2 separate regions of the Rattus norvegicus genome follow, and region 1 is linked to region 2. Evidence: chromatin contacts called from public Hi-C data. All regions are on one chromosome and are shown on one strand. The core of a region is the stretch at or near the end of the contact, and the rest is flanking DNA. Distances in the headings are between cores, read along the strand shown. Region 1 holds the start of Nicn1 (nicolin 1, tubulin polyglutamylase complex subunit). Region 2 has its middle 13 kb from the start of Dag1.

What was found. A called contact is a pair of places that touch in the nucleus more often than the background predicts.
Region 1: a contact with region 2 is called in a Hi-C map of hepatocytes, with 2.1 times the contacts expected there. The contact joins the promoter of Nicn1 here to the enhancer-like site in region 2. A contact is called at or near these places in 7 of 12 Hi-C or Micro-C datasets (the A7r5 cell line, frontal cortex, hepatocytes and 3 more).

Annotation. Positions count from the first base shown.
Region 1 is chr8:117,852,538-117,856,400 of GRCr8, forward strand. It overlaps Nicn1 (nicolin 1, tubulin polyglutamylase complex subunit), which reads left to right and starts at 2,501. Exons shown (of 6, transcript NM_001034999.1): 1 at 2,501-2,707. The coding sequence starts at 2,576.
Region 2 is chr8:117,793,504-117,797,369 of GRCr8, forward strand. It overlaps a transcript of Dag1 not described here. Among named protein-coding and RNA genes, the nearest start is that of Dag1, 13 kb to the left of the region's middle. Within about 2 kb of position 2,483, at least 4 of the 93 cell types and tissues checked have an H3K27ac peak or open chromatin away from gene starts, as enhancers often do. A contact at or near this core is called in hepatocytes and liver, where this site is marked.

The sequences.
Region 1 (3,863 bases), core at 1,251-3,750, 59 kb after region 2:
GATAACTGGCTGTTATTTTTCTAATCCCGATTTCTTGGAAATTCAGATAAACAGTTTAATTTCATTTTGGTGACATGGACCATTAGTACGAGTGACTCCCTTTTTATTTTTAGCTAGACTGTCAGAACATGGTGTAGGAGCTTAACCCAGAAACTATGGCTTTCTATAATTTCTCCTTTAACAAGAGGACAAATTTGGCATATATCTATCATGCTGATATTTCTCAGGAACTCGCTTAATTAAAAAATTATTGTTTAAAGTTTAATTAAAAAGTATTTTGTGGGGGCTGGAGAGATGGCTCAGTGGTTAAGAGCACTGACTGCTGGACCAGAGGACCTGAGTTCAATTCCAAGCAACCACATAGTGGCTCACAACCATCTGTAATGAGATCCAATGTCCTCTTCTGGTACGTATGAAGACAGCTATAGTGTACCCATATCAATAAAAATTAATTAAAATGTTTTTTGTGCATTATGTTGTGTTTGGTACGATGTGTATGTGTTGGTACACATGCCTGTGCTCTAATATTTGGAGTTCAGGGAAGGATCTGGGTGTCTTCCTCTATGCCTGTCTGCCTTACTCCTTTCATGCAGTCTCTCATTGAACCAGAATCTCCCTATTTGGCTAGGCTGGCTGGCCATTGAGCTCCCAGAATCCTCTTGTTTCCACTCTGCCAAATGCTAGGATTACAGACATGCACAGTTTTCTTTTATTTCCAACATGGGTTCTGGAGACTTGAACTCAGGTCTTCAAGCTTGCATAGCAAGTGTATTCACTCACTGGATCATTGCGCAGGAGTCCCATTCCCCACTGCACATGCGCACATACGGGGTTCCTCTGTGTAGTATTGGCTGTCCTAGAACTTCACAGAGATCCACCTGCCTCTGCCTCCTGAGTGCTGGGATTAAAGGTGTGCACCACCACTGTCAGGCTTAGTTTTAAATTATGAGTATACACATCACATGTGTCTGTGTGGGTATGTACACATAAGTTCAAGCTCCCCTCAGAGGTCAGAAGACAGCATGGAATTACAGGCATTCACGGGAACCTGCAGGGAGTTTGGGGAACTAAACTTAGTCCTCTGGAAAAGCAGCAAGGGCTTTTTAACTGCAAAGCTATCTCTCCCGCTGCATGGGCTGAAATTCCTGACCATATACCTCAGATCTGTTAATCTTCCCAAATGCCTCAATATAAAACGTAAAAAGAAAACTGGGTAGGTTGGCGTGGTGACACACACCTTTAATCCCAGAATGAAGGAGGCAGAGGCAGGTGGATCTCTGTGAATTTGGGAGCAGCCTCATTTACATCTGTAGTGACATCTTGTCTGGAAAAAAAGATAAACAAATCCCAAACCGAGTATTTGCCTCCTCCCCAGTCAACCAATTTAATTGGGCTGTTATGCTTTCTTCCTTTTTTAGCCTCACATAGCCTAAGCTAGCCTGAAATCTGCTACCTAGCCTGAAACCTACTGAAGACCAGCCTTGAACGTCCGATCTTCTAGATTCTGCTTCTACCTTCCAAGTGCTGGGTTAACTAAAGCGTCACTAATGCCTGGCCTTTTATTTTTTGGACTAGATTTAGCTGGGGTTACAGGAGTGAATCAACGCACCTTGTGCCTCCACTTTTTTTTTTTTTCCCCCTTTTTGAGACAGGACTGATTTGGAACTTTTTTTTTTTTTTGGTTCTTTTTTTTCGAAGCTGGGGACCGAACCCAGGGCCTTGCGCTTCCCAGGTAAGCGCTCTACCACTGAGCTAAATCCCCAGCCCCTGATTTGGACCTCTTTCTGTAGCTCAGATTGGTCTCAAACACCCAGTGATTTATTTACCTGCTTCTGACTCTGCCTCCTCAATGTTGGGATTAAAGGCTTGCACCAACATACCTTATCTTGTTTGTATTTTTAAGAAACAATTGGGGGTTGGGGATTTAGCTCAGTGGTAGAGCGCTTGCCTAGGAAGCGCAAGGCCCTGGGTTCGGTCCCCAGCTCCGAAGGAAAAAAAAAAAAAAGAACCAAAGAAACAATTGTTCCAAGGCCAGAAGTGGGTGACAAATTCCTTAGGTCTGGAATTGCAGATAGCTGTACCCAGATGGATTTTGTGTATGCTACGGAGAGACAGTTTCTTTGTGTAACAACCTTGGCTGTCCTGAAACTCTCTCTGTAGACCAGGCTGGCCTCGAAGTCAGAATCCCGCCTACCTCTGCCTCCCAAATGCGGGACTAAAAGCAAGCGCCATCAACCGCCTAATTGTTTTATACATTTTAACCTAATAAAGTAGCCGAATTTAAGGAAGGTTTAAGCCAGCCCAAAGCATTCTGGATCTCTTTGATAAAGAACGGCTCGACGGTTGCCCAGAGCAGCCTGGGAGGGGCTTACAGACGTGTGATTGGTTGAAGAAGAACTTCCGCTGGTATTTCCGACTCTCGACCTGCCCTGACCATCGGGATTGGCTAGACTGTTACAAGCGTTATGTCGCCTGGGAGTTGTAGTTCTCTTGGTTGATAGGCGACGCCAATAAGGGCTAGTGGTTGGATGGAGACTGTTAGCGGTGATTTCGCTTGATTGTAGCCTCCCAAATCATGTCCCGTGTAGTGGTGCCCTGTCATGTGAAAAGCACTGTCGCCCTGCAAGTGGGCGACATGAGGACCTCCCAAGGTCGGCCTGGCGTGCTAGTCGTCGATGTCACTTTTCCCAACGTCGCGCCTTTCGAGGTGAGCAATCCCTACCACCCCCCACCCACCCCCACCCCCGCCCCCGCCCCACATAGATGCGGTCAAGGCTTCTGGGCGGGGAATACCTAGTAACTTGGGCGTTTCCTAGGCGTTTACACTGCCTCTAACGTGCCTCTTGCTTTTGCGAATTGGCCCTATTTAGAAGCATTTACAGTCTTTATTAATAGATTTTATTAAATAGACTAGTGTTTTCCGTTCTATCCTCTTCAGCGTCTCTACCCGGTGTCCAGGATGTTACTGGAAATATAATTTGAACCTCAGTACAAGTGAGAGGATATTTGATTTTGGCCATAGCTGGGATCATTAATGATGCAAACGTACCCATTCTGATGGCTCCTGCTACAGGTCAGGTGCAACCTAGCCTTCATCTAGGTCCTCCTAGTGACTTGTTTCCAATCCCTAGTTGCGCTTCCATCTCAGCTGACAGTGCCAGGGCCTTGCATGACCTCAGCACAGACAAAGCCTACCTCTAATGAGTAGGATTCTTTCTTCACCCACCTTCTTGGCCCTATATGCTTTGTGTTACAATATGTCATTCTCTCCCAAGATGTTGCTTACCATGGACTGGGGAGACCTAGTTAATTCATCTGACCTTGGAAAATCCGAGTTAGTGTGTTTGAGGTGGATCTTTGACATCTATATTTTTATTTACTTATTTAATAATTTTATTTTGGAAGGTTTATTTTAAATTTATGTGTGTTGCGTTTGCATGTATGCTTATATACCTTGTGCATGCCCAGTAGAAGTAGAGGCCGGAAGAAGGTTCTGAATCCCCTGAAACTGGAGTAATCCCCTGGAACTGTAAAGTGCCATGTAGGTGCTGGGAACCAAATCCTGATCTCTGTGTTTTGTTTGTTTTCTTTCGTTTTGAGCTCCATAGGTGACTCTGGTGTGCATCCAGTGATGAAAACTACTGTTATGGCAGTCGATACTGTAGGCTACCCAGCCTCCTGGCTCCCCATGCCCCTACAGTGCACTATCCTACTATTATTCTTATTCTGGTCTAAGCTGGCTAATTCTGAGAGAGAGGTGTGTGTGTGTGTGTGGGGAAGAATCTCTACTATTGCCAGGCTGAATGACAGGTTCTCTCACTGTGGTACTTTTTACAAAGAAGCTACTCTTGGGAGTGGTAGGG
Region 2 (3,866 bases), core at 1,233-3,732:
GCTCATGTGTCAGAGGACTGGTTGTCAGCTGATGGGCATGGCAAAGTGATCTGATCAAAGTTAACCTAGTGATGAATCCATAATTTGATGGTGTGACGGGGAGGCCATGCAGATAAGGAGGTGGGGCTTGTTCAGAGGAGGTGCTTTGGGGTTGGGAATTTAGCTCAGCGGTAGAGCGCTTGCCTAGCAACCGCGAGGCCCTGCGTTTGGTCCCCAGCTCCAAAAAAAAACAAAAAACAAAAAACAAAAAACAAAAAAAAAAAACAAAAAAAACAAAAAAACAAAAAAAAAAAGAGGAGGTGCTTTGCGTGGATGGGTCGTTCCTGGTCTCCCCCATGTGTTCTGATGCTCTTTTTCTGCAGTGATTTTCTAACTTCATATCTGTCCTAAAGCACTAGGGCCAAGGAACAGGGACTGAGACCCCTGAAGCTGTGAATCAATTCTTTGTCACTTTAGTTTTCTCAGATATTTGTCACAGCAACATGAAATCTGAAGAATGCAAACGTACAACTGCTTTCCTCCTTACAATTCTTTTTGTTTTGCTTTTGTTTTTGAAGACAGGGTTTCTCTCTGTAGCCCTGGTCGTCCCAGATCTTACTCTGTAGACCAGGCTGGTCTCAAACTTAAGAGACCTGCCTGTCTCTGCCTTCTAAGGGCTGAGATTAAAGGTGTGTGCCACCACTGCCCAGCAGCCTCCTTAAAGTTCTAAGAGACCTCAAGCTGCTGCTGACCACACTATATTTATACACAGGTTAACATTTAAAAAACTTTTTTCTGAAAGCAGTCAGCACAAAGGGAACAGATCTGCACTTTAATAATTAAGAACTTTCCCACCCACTTTAGAATCCAAAAGTTAAATACTCAAAACAATGACGTCCACTTGTCATCTCAGCACTGAGCTCCAGAGACAGAAGGAGACGAAGAATCTCTATGAGTATGAGAGCCACTAAGTCTACACAGTGAATTCCAGGCAGGCCAGGGCTACATAATGAGATTACCTCAAAACAAAACAACAAAGCCACTTCAAGTCAAAAAGGGATAAAGGAATGACACATACAAGAGATCTGTCCTATCCAAAAGACACAGCTGTGATTTGCAAACCCCCAAGTAGTTTGCAGCAGCAGCTACAGAGCACTTTCCAGGGGCATCCCTAATCTGCTGAGACACAGGAGATCGTGTGATGTTTCCTTCTTCCAAATAGATCCTGGACTCTCTTGAATTTCTAAACTGGGCCACTGTCAGAAATGAGCGGAGACTCATAATCTGAACATAGCGTCTTACCAGCCCAGCTTAACTCCTTGGGTCCTTTATCTATGTTCCTCACTGAATCTTCGATTGGCTTTGGGAAAGGTACTAGGGCTCTGCTTTATTTGTATTTTGAAAGAAAGACTTGCTAATTTACCCAGGCTAGCCTTGAATCTGTGATCCTCCTATCCTGCCCTCCTATTTTAGCCCATGTAAAGTATGCATCACCAAGCCCACTTCAACTGGCTTTTAGGTGTAGCACATGGGTATCCTCCAGAATTTTTTTCTAAATGTTTTTATGGTTTTAAGAAAAAAATAAAGGCAAGAAGCCAGGCCTGATGGTGCATGGCTGCAATTCCAGCATTTGAAAGGTGACTGCAGAGGGATCAGAATTTGTTCAGGACCACTCTCTGCTGCATATCAAATACTGAAGTCCAATTGGGCTGCATGTGAAGAATCTTTTTACTTTAAAAAAAAAAAAAAAGTCTTCAGTTAGAACAAAAATTCTTTCTCAGAGGTGACTCTATTTGCCAAAGGAGAGACAGCAGCACCCCACCCCTGTCAGCTTAGACCACTACATACTAGACAGATTCAACAAACACTCAGGAGGAATCCAAACTCCTCTGAAGCAAAGAACTAAACATTCACCAGTTACCCAAACAATCAGACAAAAGATTATCTTTAAAAAAACAAGAACAACAGCAATGAACAAAGCTAAGTTTCTTCTACAAATTGATAATCCACAAAGATACCAAAAACCATCAGCTTGGACGTCTGCAAAGGGGACATGCACAGAAAGACTAAGCAGCAAGAAGTCCTCTGGCACACATCTGAGCTCAGTCCCAGAGTCTCAGGTTTTCAGTGGACTACAGTCTGTTCTATGAAGTGACATCAAAGGTAATTCAAGGGAGGGCAGTGTCAGTCTGCAAACCTACTTCTCACACCCCCAAAATTCATCTAGGGTCTAAAGATCCCTTATAAACTGATTATCACATGCTAGTGGTTTGCTTTCTTTGTTCTGTCTGGTTTCTCCTGTGTTTGAACTCAAGGCCTCACACACACTATGTAAAGGCTCCACCACTGAGCTCTACTTCCTGGCCCTATATATTAAACTTGATGCTGGCCGTGGCACTAGAAATAACAAGCTCCAAACCCCACAAGCATCTAAGACAGCACTTCCCGGAGAGTTCCCATCATCCACTCGAGCTGTGCGCGTCACTTCTCTCAGCTCATGCCCTGCCTGTGTGATGTGTGTGCAAACATGGACCTCAGCACGGTCAGCAACAGGCACTTCATTTGCTATCTGAGAAAGCCAAAATGAGATCATTCTAAAAAACACAAGGTAGACGAATATTTTAAAGCCTAGTTGCCCTTCATAAGAAAAACAGAAGTCCCCACCCAACAGAACTGCAGGCACAGAGCAGACCAGGCGAAGTGACCACCAGGGCTCCGACACTCACTCCATTCAGCTGAGTGACAGCACAGGTTTAATGAGCGACAGCAACCTCTCTGGCCAAGACCTGTTGTATGTCCAAGTCTGCTCTCAAATTCTATGCTCTAGGAGAGACACAGAAACAGCAGCTCCAACAATCAGCAGTGTGAACGGAGAAAACCTGGGCAAATGGCAAGTTAAGTAACAATACCTACTATCTGGTTCAGTCACTGAGTAAGTATCACAGAACACCCACTGCCTGCTTCAACAGTATTACTCATTTTTCCATAGCACCTTGTTCTAAAGAAAAATGACAGACAGACAGAGACACAGTAAGAATTATAAGCTGCGAGTGGTGGCTCACACCTTTAATCCCAGTACTCAGAAGGCCCAGGCAGGTGAATCTTTGTGATCTCCAGGCTAGTCTGATCTATAGACCTACAGAGTGATCCAGGACAGCCAGAGCTACACAGAGAAACCCTGTCTCAAAAAAACAAAACACACAAAAAAGTTTGCTCTTCCTTAAGAGGATTAAAATATAGACCCAAAGTTTCAGTCCAGTTCAAAATCAGGCCAAAGGTCAGAGACTACAGACTGCCTTTACCTCCATTTCATGCCTGGAGCCTTCCTGTCGTCCTGTGTCTCATCACCCGCCTTGTCAGCCCGCCCAAGCTTCTCTCCCCCACCTGCTTGTTGTCGTGTTGTCTGGGGTGTTGTTTGGTTGGTTATGTTTTGAGGCATGGTCTCTTACATAGACCTGCGTGTCCTGGAACTCTCTACTATTGGGATTCAGACCTAAGACAAGGGCTGAGGTGCTTGTTTTACCAAATCAGACCTCCAGGCCTCCAGGTTCTCCCACTTCGATCCCTCAGCCCCTACCTGTTGGAGGGCATAGCTAGCACACTCCACCCTCTGCCCTGAACTTTTCAGCCAAGGGGCTGGGCTTCCCCTACCCCAGAGGCTCTTCCCTATATAATGTGGACACTTTGGTTTCCCATCCTTCTCCTCTCCCGCTCTCTCTGCATTCCTCTCTCCCTGTGTGTATATGTGATTTCTCTTCCCCCTTCCTCCTATCTCCCTCCCCCATGGTGACATTCCTGGGAGAGTGGCTTCCCAATAAACCTGCCTTTATATACTCTAATTTTGCTTGAATTGGTTCATTTCATCAGTGGAGAATAACGTATCTACT